Regions from separate parts of the Sus scrofa genome. Here all the other regions are linked to region 1. A link is a contact called in public HiChIP or PLAC-seq and promoter capture Hi-C data. All regions are on one chromosome and are shown on one strand. Each heading gives the region's core, a stretch centred on a gene start, on an enhancer-like site or on the middle of the called end of the contact. The rest is flanking DNA. Distances are from core to core; before and after follow the strand shown. Region 1 holds the start of ARPP19 (cAMP regulated phosphoprotein 19). Region 2 holds the start of TMOD3 (tropomodulin 3). Region 3 holds the start of LEO1 (RNA polymerase-associated protein LEO1).

Region 1 (4,815 bases), core at 1,087-3,586:
AGAGAAGCAGGAGAGAGTGACAGAGTAGTATCCTAGACATCAAAGGAAGAAAGTTTTGAGAAATAGAGCATTTGTGATCACTGCGTAATTTCAAGCATTAAGGTACATGGTTGATGTTACTTGAGAAAGAAGGCTTCTCAGACAGTCCCCAGAATGGGACATTGGTCTTTATGAGTTCTCCACTGATTAAAATCTTTCTCCCAGAAATTCAAACATGCCCTCATTTGAGTGACTATCTTTTATTATTTATTTATTTTATTTTGCTTTTTAGGGCCATACCTGTGGCATATGGAGGTTCCCAGGCTGGGGTGGAATCAGAGCTGTAGCTACCGGCCTATGCCACAGCTACAGCAATGTCATATCCAAGATGTGTCTGTGACCCACACCACAGCTCATGGCAACGCCAGATCCTTAACCCACTGAGCGAGGCCAGGGATCGAACCCGAATCCTCATGGATACTAGTTAGGTTCTTAACCCACTGAGCCACAATAGGAACTCCTGAGTGTGACTATCTTTTAAGAATAGATTTTCTTTAAGGTTACATATACTGTATGTGTGTCTATCAGATTTTAGTTCACAGATATATGATATAGGATTTAAGCCAGAACGTCAGTTCATTAATAAAAATAAAACTGTTAGGGAGTTCCCATTGTGGCTCAGTGGAAACGAATCTGACTAGCATCCATGAGGACACAGGATCGATCCCTGCCTTGCTCAGTGGGTTATGGATTGGGAGTTGCCGTGAGCTGTGGTATAGGTTGCAGATGAGGCCTGGATCCCATGTTGCTGTGGCATAGGCCAGCAGCTGCAGCTCTGATTCAACCCCAGCCTGGGAACCTCCATATGCTTTGGGTGCGGCCCTAAAAAAAGACAAAACAAAAAACAAAAAAAACCTGTTAGATGCTTCAGTTAGTCTATCTAGGGCATTCTCCTTTCTCCCTGCAGGTTTGCATAAAGGAAAGGCAAATTTTCAGTAGGTTACTTTGTATGAAATGAGAACAAATATTTAATTGGTCTTATAAAAATTTCTCTGCTGCCCAGCCTAAGTCACTCTGAAAGGATATCCTGGTCAAAGAGTCTCAGTCTCTTGAACTCTTGTATTTTAAATATTTTGTTGCCTGACAAATGCCTTCTTTTCCTTCTCCAAAAGGAGTGCACTTTTTGTTTTCTAAGTTGCAATTCTTCCTGACTGAGATTCTACCCAGGACACCCTGGTTGAATTTTGATGGTTTCCAAATTTCCCCAGAATTGCATCCACACTATCTGTTGCTTTTTACTAGTTTAACTCTTAGAGGGCAATCCAAGTTTCTCCAAGTTTCTGAGATATACTTAATTGGAACCACCATGTATTGCCAGTAGCTATTCACAGGACAAACAGAATAACGATTAAATGTGAAGCCAACGGATTTGGCAATTGAGAAAGTCATTGGAAGAGTCTGGTGCCAGCCGTTTCAGTAACGTTGTGGGAGTGGACCCCGGAGAGTTGACAAATGAATGGAAGCTGAATTCCTTCATCAGATATTTATTGACTGGTTAGGAATTGCTGGGCTCTTGGAACAAAATATAAGTAAATATGGACGAGGTCCCTGTTCCAAGGTGGCTTATCGGACAGGAAAAGTGACATCAATAAAGTAGTCACAACAAATACTGTCTAATGATAGATAACACTGTGGATTGTTGAGGAACTATACAGAGATGTGAGAACACTTAAAAGATGGGTATTACTTAGAAAAGGGGCTCAGGAACCGCCTGAGACGATGACGTAGGACTGGGGATGTGAAAGATAAAGAAGGTTAAATAAGCGAAGCGGAGTGGGGAGAGACTTGGGGAGCACAAAGCTTTGGGCCGCCCAGAAGAAAGTCTGTGTAGCCGCAACGGGAAAGCGAGGAGGAGAACGGTACTAGACTAGTTCGGGAAAGCTGGAGTCCAAAGACAGAGCTGGCAGGCAAAGGCGGTGAGAAGCGGCTCCACTTAAGAACTACAACTCCCTGGAAGCAGTTGGCGGGCGGAAGTGAGGTGAGGCGCGAGCCGCGACCTTTGAAGGAAAGAAGGAAGTGCTTGGGAGTCGCAGAGCCGGAGAAGCGGGGTAAGGTAGGCACCGGAGCGGTGCGGGAGGGGCGGCGGGGCGGCGGGGTGGCGGGCCGCAGTGGCTGCCCGGCAGGCGCAGCCGGGCTGCGTGTCGTCATAAGGTGGCGGCCATTTTTGCGGGCGGAGGCTGCCCGGGTGGGCGCTTGGGGAACGGGGCCGGCGGGCCTGAGGCGGCGCAGCGGCCGGGCGGCCTCGGCCACCCGGTAATCACTTCTTTTCCCGGTGTCTCGTCCGCAGAGGGAGCAGGATGTCCGCGGAAGTCCCCGAGGCAGCCTCCGCGGAGGAGCAGAAGGTGAGTGTGCGCGGGGAGCGGACCCTGGGGCCCAGAAGGCCCAAGGCGGTCGATGTCCAGGGCGGGTCTGGCGGCGGCCTGCTCCGACCATGAGCGGAGGGGCGCGGCCGGTGTGCCCACCCCCCGTGTCTGGGAAGGTCAGACACGCCCGGCCCCGGCGCCCGCAGGAGCTTTGGTAGTTAGCGCCGACGTGGTGCGAGTTGGAATGTTCTCCTTGTCCTGGCTGAAATGTGCCTTTCTCCTGGGGTGTGTCCCATTTTTCCTTAATCCCTCCACTGAATGTGAGCACCCGGGACTCGGTCCTTAACGCTGCGCCCAGGTTTTTCCGGCCTGCACTTGGGTCAGGAACCTTATTTTTTACTCCAAGAACTAACTCTCCAACTACTTGTATTGTCTTCGTGCTCTTAACTCCTGAGGCGGTACCTCGTGTTTGGGCGCTGAGTTAGACCTGGGTTGGAATTTCATGTCCAGTCTTTCATTGTTGGCGGTGTAGCCCTGGTCAGCTGCTAAGCTCTTCTGGCCTCAGCCCTTTCGTTTGTAAAGTAAGAAAAATAGCCCTTGTTTGATAGGGTCGTTTTGAGGCTTGAATGAGGTGAGGAACTTAGAGCTTTGGAGCAGCGTGTGCTCAGAAATGTGAGCCACAGCTGTTCTCATTATGGTACTTGGAAAAAAAATCGAAAGGTTGAAATTAAAAATTTTTTTTACTAACCGTTCATGTCTTTCGTGGAGACAGCGGAACATACTGTAAACTCACTTATAATAACTTGCTGATGTAAGGAGATAGGCCACGGATCAGCATGAGTCATATTACGAATATAAAGGCTTTATAATTGTCTAGGCTAGTGTTCTCTTCCACCGTAATTATTTCTGCTGCCCTGCCTTCCTGGGTACTTGGGGCTGGTCTCCAAAGGTCCATTGTATCGTCTTTCCTAAATTGTTTATGGTGAACTCACCACCAACACTTTAAAAAAATTTTTTAATGAAATTTTACTGAAATTTAATGAAATTTTAATTTATAGTTGATTTACAATGTTGTGTTTCAGGTGTATAGCAAAGTGAATCGGCTATACATATCTATATGTCCATTATTTTTCAGATTCTTTACCCGTATAGGTTATTATAGAATATTGAGTAGAGTTACCTGTGTTATACAGTAGGTCCTTGTTATTCACTTTATATGTAGTAGTCCACTTTCTTAAAGAATCAGAATTATTATCATAAATAAGATTTGTTCTGATACTTGGATTTTGTAAGGGTTTCTGGTTAAGGTTACACCCATGTTCTTAACTAGGCTGGAAATTTGGTTAGTGGTCTAAATCCACTCCATGTGTTCTTTACCATGTTAACTTTTCCTGAATTGAATGGTTCTATTAGGATATTACTTGTAAAGTTTCTGGAGAAAAAAGCAATAGCATAAATAGTAGGCCAAGTCACTACATTATTTGGAAATATTCCATAGAAGCTATGTTGGATATCTTTTGCACTTTGCTGAAAAGCGAACTTTGGGGGCAGTGTGTGTGTGTGTGTGCGTGTGTGTAATTTAAGGATTACAGGCATAACTAATAAGTATTATGTATTATAAAGTATTTATCATAGGGTTCATTATACCTTAGGATTTAGGAACCCAGGAAAAACAACAAATTCAGGTCTGTGGTGTCTTGTCCTAAACACTAAAATGGATCTCAGTTTTCACTTCTGATGTACAATAATGTGCTATGTAACTTTTCCTTACAAGGTTTGTTAGTATGTTGCCAAAGCATAGAGTCTTGACTTCTGCATTGTAAATGCTTTCACTAGGGACAGCCTAATACTTTATTTCTCAAGATGAAGTCTATCTGGAGTGTTTTCTCTGAGTGTCTACATTAAAAATTTATTTCAAGTACTTTGATTTTAAGGCTGCTGTCATCAATACCACAGTGAGTTAGTAATATTATGTCCCTTCTTGAATTAAGGATTGGCTGTAGGTGTTAAATGCCTGTAGCATAGATACCCATCCCTAAACATGAGGAAAATGTGCACAGTCACTTCTCTGTTCCTGTGGGCCAAATCACCTGTTTTCTTCTGTTTGGAAGAATAGTTAGATGACCTAAAAAAAATTAGATTATTGTCTCTGTACCCAATTGACCTTTCAGTTAAAGCCATAATATTCAGCTAAAATGTTTTTATAGTTTTATGGTGCATTAGCCTATTGCCTCTGAAAAGGTAAGGTTAAGAGATGAGCCCAGAATGGAGTAAGAGCTAAGTCACTGTTTATATTTACCTAGTGTGCACCCTTAAAACTGTATAGGCCCACAATTTTTTATTAGATATTGCCAATGTAAAAATAAGTATGAACTCCTATTTCTTAGACCACTCTAAAATTAAAACAAACTGGAGTTCCCTAGTGGATTAGTAGATTAAGGATCTGGCATTGTCAGTGTCGTGGCACTGGTTT
Region 2 (4,815 bases), core at 920-3,419, 810 kb after region 1:
AACTTGTGAAAGCAATTATTTTTGTTAGAGTAAGATTACTTTTTTACATTGAGAGTTGGAAAAAGCCATAGCTATGCATCGAATATCACAGCTATCAGCACTGGTCTTTAATTGTTTATTTATTGGCCATGCCCACAGCATGTGGAAATTCCTGGGCCAGGGACTGAACCTACACCACAGCTGTGACTATAGCAGTGACAATGCTGGATCCTTAACCTGATGAGCCACGAGGAAACTCCTTCAGCACTGGCCTTTAAATTGTCATCATAAACACCTTAAGACATCTACCAACCCTTAACATTCAAAGTGTGCTCTCCCACTGCAACTGCAGTATTCCCTATTATATCTGCAGATTCCAAGGCCTCATTTCAGAACTACAGACTCCTGGGTGATTTATGCCCATTAAAGTTTGAGAAGCACCACGCTAAACCATACAAGTCCTTTCTGTTGGACTAAAATAGGCCAGTAGCTTAAAAAATCTCTGATTAGAGGAAATTGATCCCTGTTACACTCAGTAATACTATGGGCATTTGACCTGTACATATTTAACTTTAGATGAAATTATTAATTATGGAGTAATTTGACCTGGAAGGTATACCAGAAATTAGTCATAAAAACATGATTAAAGGAAACTGAACAGTAATAATTGGTCAGTAACATCATTTTTGTTCCTTCATGCCTAGCACAGGGCTTGGAATGACAGATGTGGTCAATGTTTCCTGAATGAATCAAATAAATGAATTTTAAAAATTGGATATTTAGGGCTGACAATCTTGGAGTCATCTCATTTTAAAGATGATAAAGTAGAAATCCCAAGAGGTTCAAAAACAAGCAACCTAAAAGAGTTAAAATATATCGGGTATCACATTTTAATTCCTTTTTTGTTCCTTTCCTAGGAATGTGTTAGAAAGGTGATTCTAAGTATTATAAAATGACTGTGAGCTCTTAAGTAATAGGGTAAAAAAAAAAAAAAAAAAAAAAAAAAGGCCTAGGACTAGGAAGAACTTACTAGCAAAGGTAAATGAGGCTGGACAAGACTATTTTTCTAAGCCTGATACATTTTTGTAACAGACCAATTAGCAATTTTATTTACTGAAAAATTAATCTGAAGGATTCTCAGAAAAAGAAACATGAGCCACATTAAAATGTTACAAACCAAGGCAGACCGCACATAACTAACCTAAATCTCCACAGGCTTATTTCCTGTTCAAGTATGACCTCCTGGGCTAAGTTTTACTGCAGTATTCATTACCAGATGACTTTTGGTTTTAAGGGAAGCCAAGGACAAGTTGGAAATGCGATTCTTAACTAAACATTAAAAACCCCCAAAATCCAAAAAACAAAACAAAAAGCCCCCTGCGGCTGTTTCTCATTCGTTTGTAATCAGAATGCAGGCTTGCAGAGGAAACACACCACTTCTGTAAGCAAAAATAACGACCCAGTCACGTCCTCAAAACAAACCAACATACAAACTTCACAGCCGGGTCCAGCTGTGCTGCACAGGAGCCAGGAATCTATTCTAAGAGCAGATAGTTCAAAACGGCGAACGCAAGACAAGAAAGATTTCAATTAAATTAAAAAAAAAAGAAAAGGGTGTGCCCTTCTTTTTTTCTTCTTCTTTCCAACTCACTAAGCAGAAGTCTTTGAAGGAGACTCGGTGAAAAAAACCTTCAGACGCTAGTCGCCGGCTAGTAAGCCTGGGTGGGATGGATGGGGCGGATAAGCACTTCGAGTTCTCACAGCCACGGCCGGCGCGGGCTCCAGCCGGGAGGGGAAGGGGCCAGTCCCGAACCCGGCGAGGCCGGGCCGGGGAGTGATTCATCGCAAATCTGTCTTCGCGCGCCTCCACCACGGGCGACGCCCAGCGCGTCCTGCGGATCCTGCCCTGGCCCTTTTGCCCCGAAGCAGCCCCAGCGTCCTCTCGCTACCGGACAGGGATTGGGAGCGAACGAGATTCGAGCCGCGCTGCTGGAAGACAGCAACCTCTCCCTCCTCAGCCACCATGGCTGGTACGACACACTGCCGGCGCCCGCAGACGGACTTCCTGGAAAGCATCGGTCTTGGCTTACCTGCCTAGCGCCCGCTGAAGCCACCGACCTCCTTCACAGACCCGCGGGGACTGCTTGCCGCTCAGCTCCCAGTACCCGCCGGTCCGCCTGCGTCCGCCTCCCGGGGAGTTGTCGGATCCACCCGCCAGAAGCTCCCCCAACTCGACGGCGCTGGTTCCCACTCCACCGCCGACGCGCGCGCGCACTCCCAAATCGCGGAGCATCCTGGGAGCTGTAGTTCAAGCCAGGAGGGCGAGGCTCAGCGCAGATCTTGGGCTTTACTGTGTGTGGAACTTTGAAGCAGCTGCAGATGTCAAGCCTTACACTAGTCTGATAAAACTCTCTCTACTCGTAGAATTATCTACCTTCGACCCTTTGGGAGCTTTATACGTCAACTAGGGGTTCCTTAGTACAGATTTCCTCTTCACTTTGATTTTTAGTCAAAAGGCACACACCGCAGGACTTAAACCCTAGGTTGCTAATGGGAGGACAAGACATGGAGCCCTTTAAACTTATTATGAAAAACTGATAGAAAAGGAAACAAATAAAGGCTAAGGCACGAGAGTGACATAAATCAGGCGGATGTCACCTTAAGAGTATAGTGACCCTTGTGATTTCCTTAGGTTTGCAGCCAGGATGATGTCGCAGTGATCAGTTTCCATCCCATCCCATTCTTGCATTCTCAGGTGTAATGTTCAACTTTGATACACCTCAAAAATGCAGCCAATTAGAGAACTCAAGTGCCTGCTTAAGATACGTTCCAGCTACACCCAGTGCGGGAGCAGATTAATGGTTAAGACTCTGCTGCTATTTACTCCTCAGAGCAAGGAGCACCCGAGATAAATACCCTGGAATTTCATGCAATTAGCATCCACTAATTCCAGCAATAAAGATCACCAATGATGTGGGTTTTTTCAGGGGGAAAAAAAAAAAACCTCCTAAATGCAAATACTCTTGGTTGCCATTGCATCTTATTTTTTATAGCATCTTAGTGTGAATCAGTTTCTCAAATATTTTTGGAGATAACACCTGAGAGCAATTTCCTACACAATTCCACATTCAGGTTCAACTAATATTTATTGAATACTTAACCCACACCAAGAATTGTGCCAGCACTCCATTTATAATAGCTAGAATTTTGCCAGCACTCCATTTATAATAGCTCATCCAATCCTATAAACAACCCTACAAAGACTATATTAGTATTCTCCATTTCTACAGATGAGAAAAATTAAGTAAGCTGTAAAAGGTCACACAGCCAGTAACTGGAGATACAGAAATGAAAAACAGATAGCCTGATTCAAATTTTAGCATACTTTCCACTGTTGATCAGACTAATGTATATCCTAAATATTACCACATTAAGTAAGATCATCTGTGACCATGTTTCTCAAACTCAATCCAGGGAGATGGTACTCTGACCGGATGAACTGAATATCTGGATTCATTTGATAGTTCTGTATTTCATTACAAGTTAATATATAGGTATTGTGGCTAACTAAGAAGTCTCTTGTGAGTTCCTGCTACACCTCTGGGGCATTACTCCCAGGGAAACTAACCAAATGGAATTCCTTAAAAAGAAAAGCTGAGAACCTTGGCTATCCAGATATGGTTTACTTTAAGGACTTTCCTTTGCAATAATATGGCTTCTTCTGCTTTGCTCTTTAGGCAGAGAGGGCTGCGAATTCAATTTTTGACTGATTTATACTATGCCACATTCCCTCCCTGATCTTCCAATATGAGGTGTTGGACATACATTAAATATATTTTCTTTTTTTGCTCTTCAATTTAAGATTTTCCTAAGAAATGCCTTCATCTTATTCTAATTCTTTTTTCAAAAATAAAGTGAGTTTGGTGGTGGATTCTTTTTCTTTCTTCAGACAAATGTTATATTGTAATCACAAGGTTTACAAATACAAATGTCCTAAATCCATGTACATTAAATACTACACATGGGGAGTTTCTGATGTGGTGCAGTGGGTTAAGGATCCAACTGCAAATGTTTGCAAAAGTTGCTCCCTGGCCTGGTGCAGTGGGTTAAGGGATCCCAACCCATTATGATGCAGGTAAGATTAAATCCCTGGCCTGGAACTTCCATATGCTGTGGTTTGGCCATGAAAACACACACACACACACACACACACACACACACACAGAGAGAGAGAGAGAGAGAGAGAGAGAGAGAGAGAGAACCAGATGAGTTAAGAATAACATCCTTAGTATTGGATAAAACTGTTAAAAAAAAAATAGAACCTTCCTCACTGCTACCTCTAACTATATTCTGTATACCAGCAACCAAAATAATCTTTTTAAAAACCAATCAGATCATGTCACCTGTTTCCCATCACATTTCCAATCCAAAGTTACTAGTCCTTATATGAGTATTTTATTTCCTACCATACACATGCTCTCTCTGTTCCAATCACACTGGCCTCCCTAAGGTTTCTCAATCCTGCCAAATATATTCCCACTTCAAGTTCTTTACAAGGTAGAAGGCTTTCTTCCTAAACCCTGTGGCTCACGCCCTCATTTTCATGAAGGTTCTATTCAAATGTCACTTCTGAAAGGTCTTCTCTGATTATCTTATCCTGTCTTTCTCCTCTTGCCTTACTTTGTCTTCCCAGCACCGGTCACTACCTAATGTCTCACTTATTTACTAAGGTAAGGAGTTTGCATTGTTTACCCCTTGCTCCCTAGCACTTCCACCAATGCCTGACACACAGTAGGTATTCAATACAAATTTTAAATAAGTGAATATTGAATCCTT
Region 3 (4,815 bases), core at 750-3,249, 670 kb after region 1:
ATCCACTGTTGTCATTTCATGGCTTGGGTCACTGCTGTGGCACAGGTTCAATTCCTAGCCCAGTAACGTCCACATGCTGGGATGCAGCAAAATAAATAAACAAATAACCAAGAAAATAATTCAAGAAGTAGGAGTACACCTGATTATCACGACCTCAATGAAAAATGTCAAAAAAAAAAAGAGAGAGATTATCTTAATCCCCAAAGTTAAAACTGAAACACAAATCTAATAGGATAAACTTCTCCATCTCTGGTAGTAAGTGAAAAGATTATTTTAACACTCTAAACATCCATGATAGTGATCTGGGTATAACCTCAGGCAAGCAGTACTTAAAATAATTGTGACTGGTTTAGCTGAAATCTAATTGAATGTATTATTTCCTGTCTGATAAAAGAAAACTGAAGAGAGGAGCAAAGATCAGCATAAAGCACAACAAAGACAAAAATTAAAGAACCAGAAGTTATTTGCTCTATTCATATGGGATAAACATTAATCCTGCTGGTCAAGAATAAGAGGAGGGTGATTCCGCAGGCCTCACCGTAATTCAGTTTAAGATTTAATCAAAGTACTTTTCAAGGATAGTATTCTAAATGAAAATGAAACTGAATCACAATCAAATAGAATTCTTGTTTTTCCAGTATTCTAGAAAGTTTTAAAGTGATCCCATCTACCTGCTCTTACATCATCCACTTTGTACAGAAGACTAGGATAACATACTCAGTCCCACTTCTTGCCCATTTGAACCTTGTCAGGCACTCCTATTTGCAACAAAAATAATGCCTCAAAATTTCCAAACTAAAAATCCACTGTTGCTGTCCAAGATTAAAATCCTTATATTGATCTAGACAGATAATACTTTAACACAGGATGTACATTCTTGAAAACTAATATTTAAGTTTCCTGAAAATGACGTAGTTGTTTCGTATGTGCAAGTCCCTTCAGTTCTTTGAAATTTTATAAAAGCAAGAGGGTTTATCTAGCACTGACCTTTTAGGAAAATTCTAGTACTGTCTGATTTGATAATGTACAATCATAGCCACATTTCATAGCAAAATCAAACTTTTTTTCAGAAAAAATAAACAAGAAGCCTCTGAATAGGGTTTTTCTAGCTACGGGTTGCAATTAATTAGTAAATCATGAAATCAATTAAGTGATGCACTGCCTGTCATCATTAAAAACAAAAGCTGCAAGAGAATAAAGTAAAAGAGAATAGGAAATCTCAAGACTAAATCTTAGTAGTATGTATTGTTTTGTGAAGTATTTAATTTTATGCACAAAAGTGTGTACTGGGTTAAGATGGGACATTTTTGATGTTTGAGATACACTGTTCTAAGCCTGCATGCAGTCTTCAAAGAGCAGTCCGAGGAAGACCCTTTTAGGGGTAGGAGAGACCGTCCCTTTCCCGATCACACACACACGTGAGAGACCTCATTTTCTTCATAGGCTTCAACCAAGGCCTTTCTCAATAGAATCAGTGCAGAGTAGTTATGAGAACTCAGTTGTTTTAAGACAGATACTGAAGACTTTTCCAAAACTGTAGAACAATTCCACTCATTTTTTTTTTTTGAAAAAAAGTCACTTAAAATTTAAAAACTCTAGTTATGTTAACCTGTTTACTATTTTTAAACGATTTTAAAAATACCTCTGCCTTAATTACTAATACAGTAAATAGCAATAGAATATAACCCACATAACGACCCTTTATAGAGTTTGCAACAATTTGAGAACACTTCGTCAGTATGAAACAAAGGACTCCAGACCTGACTCAGGGCAGGTTTAACACGGCCCCAGGCCTTTCCCGGGAGAACCTAAGCGCTTCCCGCTCCACTGACACGCAGACAGGACGTTCCCCGGGTGAGAATCCTCGGGAATAAGAACAGATCTTGACGAAAATGCGTGGTCTATACGCTTAGGAGATTGGACAAGCACAGGTTCACAGAGCACACGAAAACTAGTTCACCGAAGGAAAGCAGACTTTTAGCGAATCTTTTGCGACACTGTCGCAACTCGTTGTTTCCGTGCCGTAAAGACAGTCGCGAAGCCACCCCCAGTGAAGACAGCAGCGGACGTGCGCGGCAATGGCGGATATGGAGGACCTTTTCGGGAGCGACGTCGACAGTGATGCTGAGCGTAAAGGTGGATTTGGTTGGGCTTTGGTGGAGGCGACCGTGGCGGGCCTTCTGCGACGGGAGCCAGACAGCAGTCCAGTTCCGGTTGTGCGAACGCTCGGGCGCTGAGGGCGAGTGGTAGCACTTCCTCCACTCCTGCCTTAGCGCTCCCTGCACTCCCGGCGGTGCCAGCCTACCCTGGAGGACAGGAGTGAAGGGACAGACGCAGAGCGTGCGCCTCGAGGCTCTTGGTGTCCGTGGAGCAAGCTGGGCATGTGGAGCGAAGGGGGCGCGGGGCAGGGATGGAGGCCCGGTGAGCTAGCACAGCCAGAGAAGGAACCTCGGAGCCCTGCTGTGTCCTGCCTTGCACCGGCCAGCGCAGAGTAAGGGCAGTTGTAAATGAATGGAAATTAGGTCTTCAGGAATATGGGAATAGGCCGGACGAATTTTTAGAGGGGCTCAGATGCTCTCCTGAAACGAAACCAGAGAGTGGCGTGATGGGGAGTTTGAGATGTCTGGATGAGAAGATTGGGAAGGATACCGGGGTAGGGCATTACTTGCAGGAAATAATGTGTTCTCCGAGAATCTGTGCAGAAACTCTAGAATTTGTCTGTGATATTAAACTTGGGGAACATATGAGCTCTGTGTTTGGAGGGAAAGGATGAAGGATTTGTTGATGAAATGAATTAATGAAGGTAGGTTTTATTGTGCAAGGAAGTCTTTCTGGCACAAAGACGAGCTATTTGAGTTTGAGATAGTAATAGGAGGTCTTTGAAGCGAGAAGGGGCCCAGGAACAAGTTCAGCATTCTTAAAACTCGCTAAGCTCAAAGTACTGTATCTACTTTTTTCCTTAGCATAGTGCTTGTTGTGGTTGTTTTTTTTCTTTCTCTGACTCCAATTTATTCATACTTTTTATAATCAGGGGAGCACCAGGTGGAAGTCTAGTGTGAGGGCTCTACCAGAATGGGTATCCTCAAGGTTCTGGTCAGGATAAGTCTGGAAGTATAGAGCTTTGTGTATTTGTTCCATGTGGTTTGCCAATGTTTTTTTGTTTTTTTTTTTTTTCCCCTCATCTGTACTTGTCCATATCCCATTCACCCTTCAAGGCACAGATCTATGTGAACCCTCCCAACTTGCTTCCTTGAAGTTGTTCATTCATTCAGCATTTACAAATCCCCTGTCATGTTCCAGCTACTTTGCTAGGTGTAGGGGATATAATGATGAAAAGATCATCCCCACCCTACCTCCACCTGACATCAGTACTAATGCATACTTGATACTTGATAAATAATTGGATGGGTAGAAGCAATAGTTAGATGTACTTTTCCGTTGCAAACTCAGTGTGTGGGAAAGTGACATAGGGATGTGGTTGCTTCTCTGGGCTTCATGTTTTACCTTCTTGTAAGCCTATTGCTGCTTTCTTCCATTTTAGTTTTAGATAATAGCACTCTCTAGGATTTACTTCCAAGACTGTCCTTGAAGGTTGCCTTTGGTACTGAAGGTAGTATGGATGTGACAGAATAACTCCTGTTAGATCAGCATATTTCATTATTTCCCTGGGCTAAGACAGATGTAGAAAATGACTATACCTGACAGACTTCTTGGTATAACAGTGGATAGAGTTCCTACCTAGGCCCAGTGTGTTTCTTTCATGTATAAATGTGGCAGGTCTTTCATTTCTTTCAACAGTGTTTTCTAGTTTCTATTGTATGAGTCCTGTACTTCCTAGGTTCAATTTATTCCTAGGTATTTCATTTAGTATACTGTTGCAAGTGGAATTGTTTTCGTAATTTCATTTTTGGATTGTTCATTGTTAGTGTATAGAAATACAATTGATTTTTGTATGCTAATCTTGTGTCCTGCAACCTTGCAGAATGTCTTACTTCTAATAGTTGTTTGGTGTGTGTGTGTGAATTCTGTAGGATTTTCTGCAATAATATTATGTCATCTGCGAATAGAGAGAGTTGTTACTTCTTCCTTTTCAATTTGGATGCCTTTTCTTTTTCTTGCCTAATTGCTCCAGCTAGAACTTTCTGTAGAGTATTGAATGGAAGTGATAAGAATGGACATCTTTATCTTGTCCCTAATCTTGGGAAAAAGCACCATGCCTTCACCATTACATATGATATTAGCTGTGGGTTTTTTGTCGATGCCCTTTATAAGCTTCATGAAATTTCTCTTCCTAGTTTGTTGTTGTCGTGAAAGGGTGTTGGATGTTGTCACATGTCTCTTCTACATCATTTACAATGATCAAAAATTTTTCCATTATTATTTTCTCTACTGTTTTGATTCCCTTCTTCTTTTTTCTATATGTTTTTAGTTTTAGTCAACTTTCTTAGTTTTACTCTGGTGACTACAATTAGCATCTAAATTTCTGCCAATCTGGTTTCAATTAATACCAACTTAATTTCGGTAGTATATAAAACCTTTTTTCCTGTATAGCTCTATCCTCTCACCTTTGCATTATTGTCACAGATTGCATCTTTGTACTATGTCCAATGACATAGATTTATAATTGTTCTTTGTAATTGTCTAAATTTTAAGTTAAATCTTATCAAAAAGAGGACTAAGCAGAAATATATTATTACTGACTTTTATACTCACCTATCTAGTTATCTTTTTTTTTTTTTTTTTTTCGCTTCTTAGCGCCAAATCTGTGGCATATGGAGGTTCCCAGGCTAGGGGTCAAATCAGACCTGCAGCTGC

What was found. Promoter capture Hi-C pulls out the DNA fragments that hold promoters and counts their contacts. HiChIP or PLAC-seq counts read pairs in DNA pulled down with a chosen protein or histone mark.
Region 2: an H3K27ac HiChIP or PLAC-seq map of alveolar macrophages shows a contact between it and region 1. The contact joins the promoter of TMOD3 here to the promoter of ARPP19 in region 1. A contact is called at or near these places in 1 of 47 Hi-C or Micro-C datasets (epiblast stem cells) and 1 of 2 datasets of contacts at active chromatin or transcription factors (alveolar macrophages).
Region 3: a promoter capture Hi-C map of fetal skeletal muscle shows a contact between it and region 1, with 6 times the contacts expected there. The contact joins the promoter of LEO1 here to the promoter of ARPP19 in region 1. A contact is called at or near these places in 1 of 5 promoter capture datasets (fetal skeletal muscle), 1 of 47 Hi-C or Micro-C datasets (embryonic fibroblasts) and 1 of 2 datasets of contacts at active chromatin or transcription factors (skeletal muscle).

What each region holds. Positions count from the first base shown.
Region 1 is chr1:119,132,525-119,137,339 of Sscrofa11.1, forward strand. It overlaps ARPP19 (cAMP regulated phosphoprotein 19), which reads left to right and starts at 2,337. Exons shown (of 3, transcript NM_214175.1): 1 at 2,337-2,381. The coding sequence starts at 2,337.
Region 2 is chr1:119,946,626-119,951,440 of Sscrofa11.1, forward strand. TMOD3 (tropomodulin 3) reads right to left here and starts at 2,170. Exons shown (of 10, transcript NM_214294.1): 1 at 2,070-2,170.
Region 3 is chr1:119,802,993-119,807,807 of Sscrofa11.1, forward strand. LEO1 (RNA polymerase-associated protein LEO1) reads left to right here and starts at 2,000. Exons shown (of 12, transcript XM_003121504.4): 1 at 2,000-2,136. The coding sequence starts at 2,079.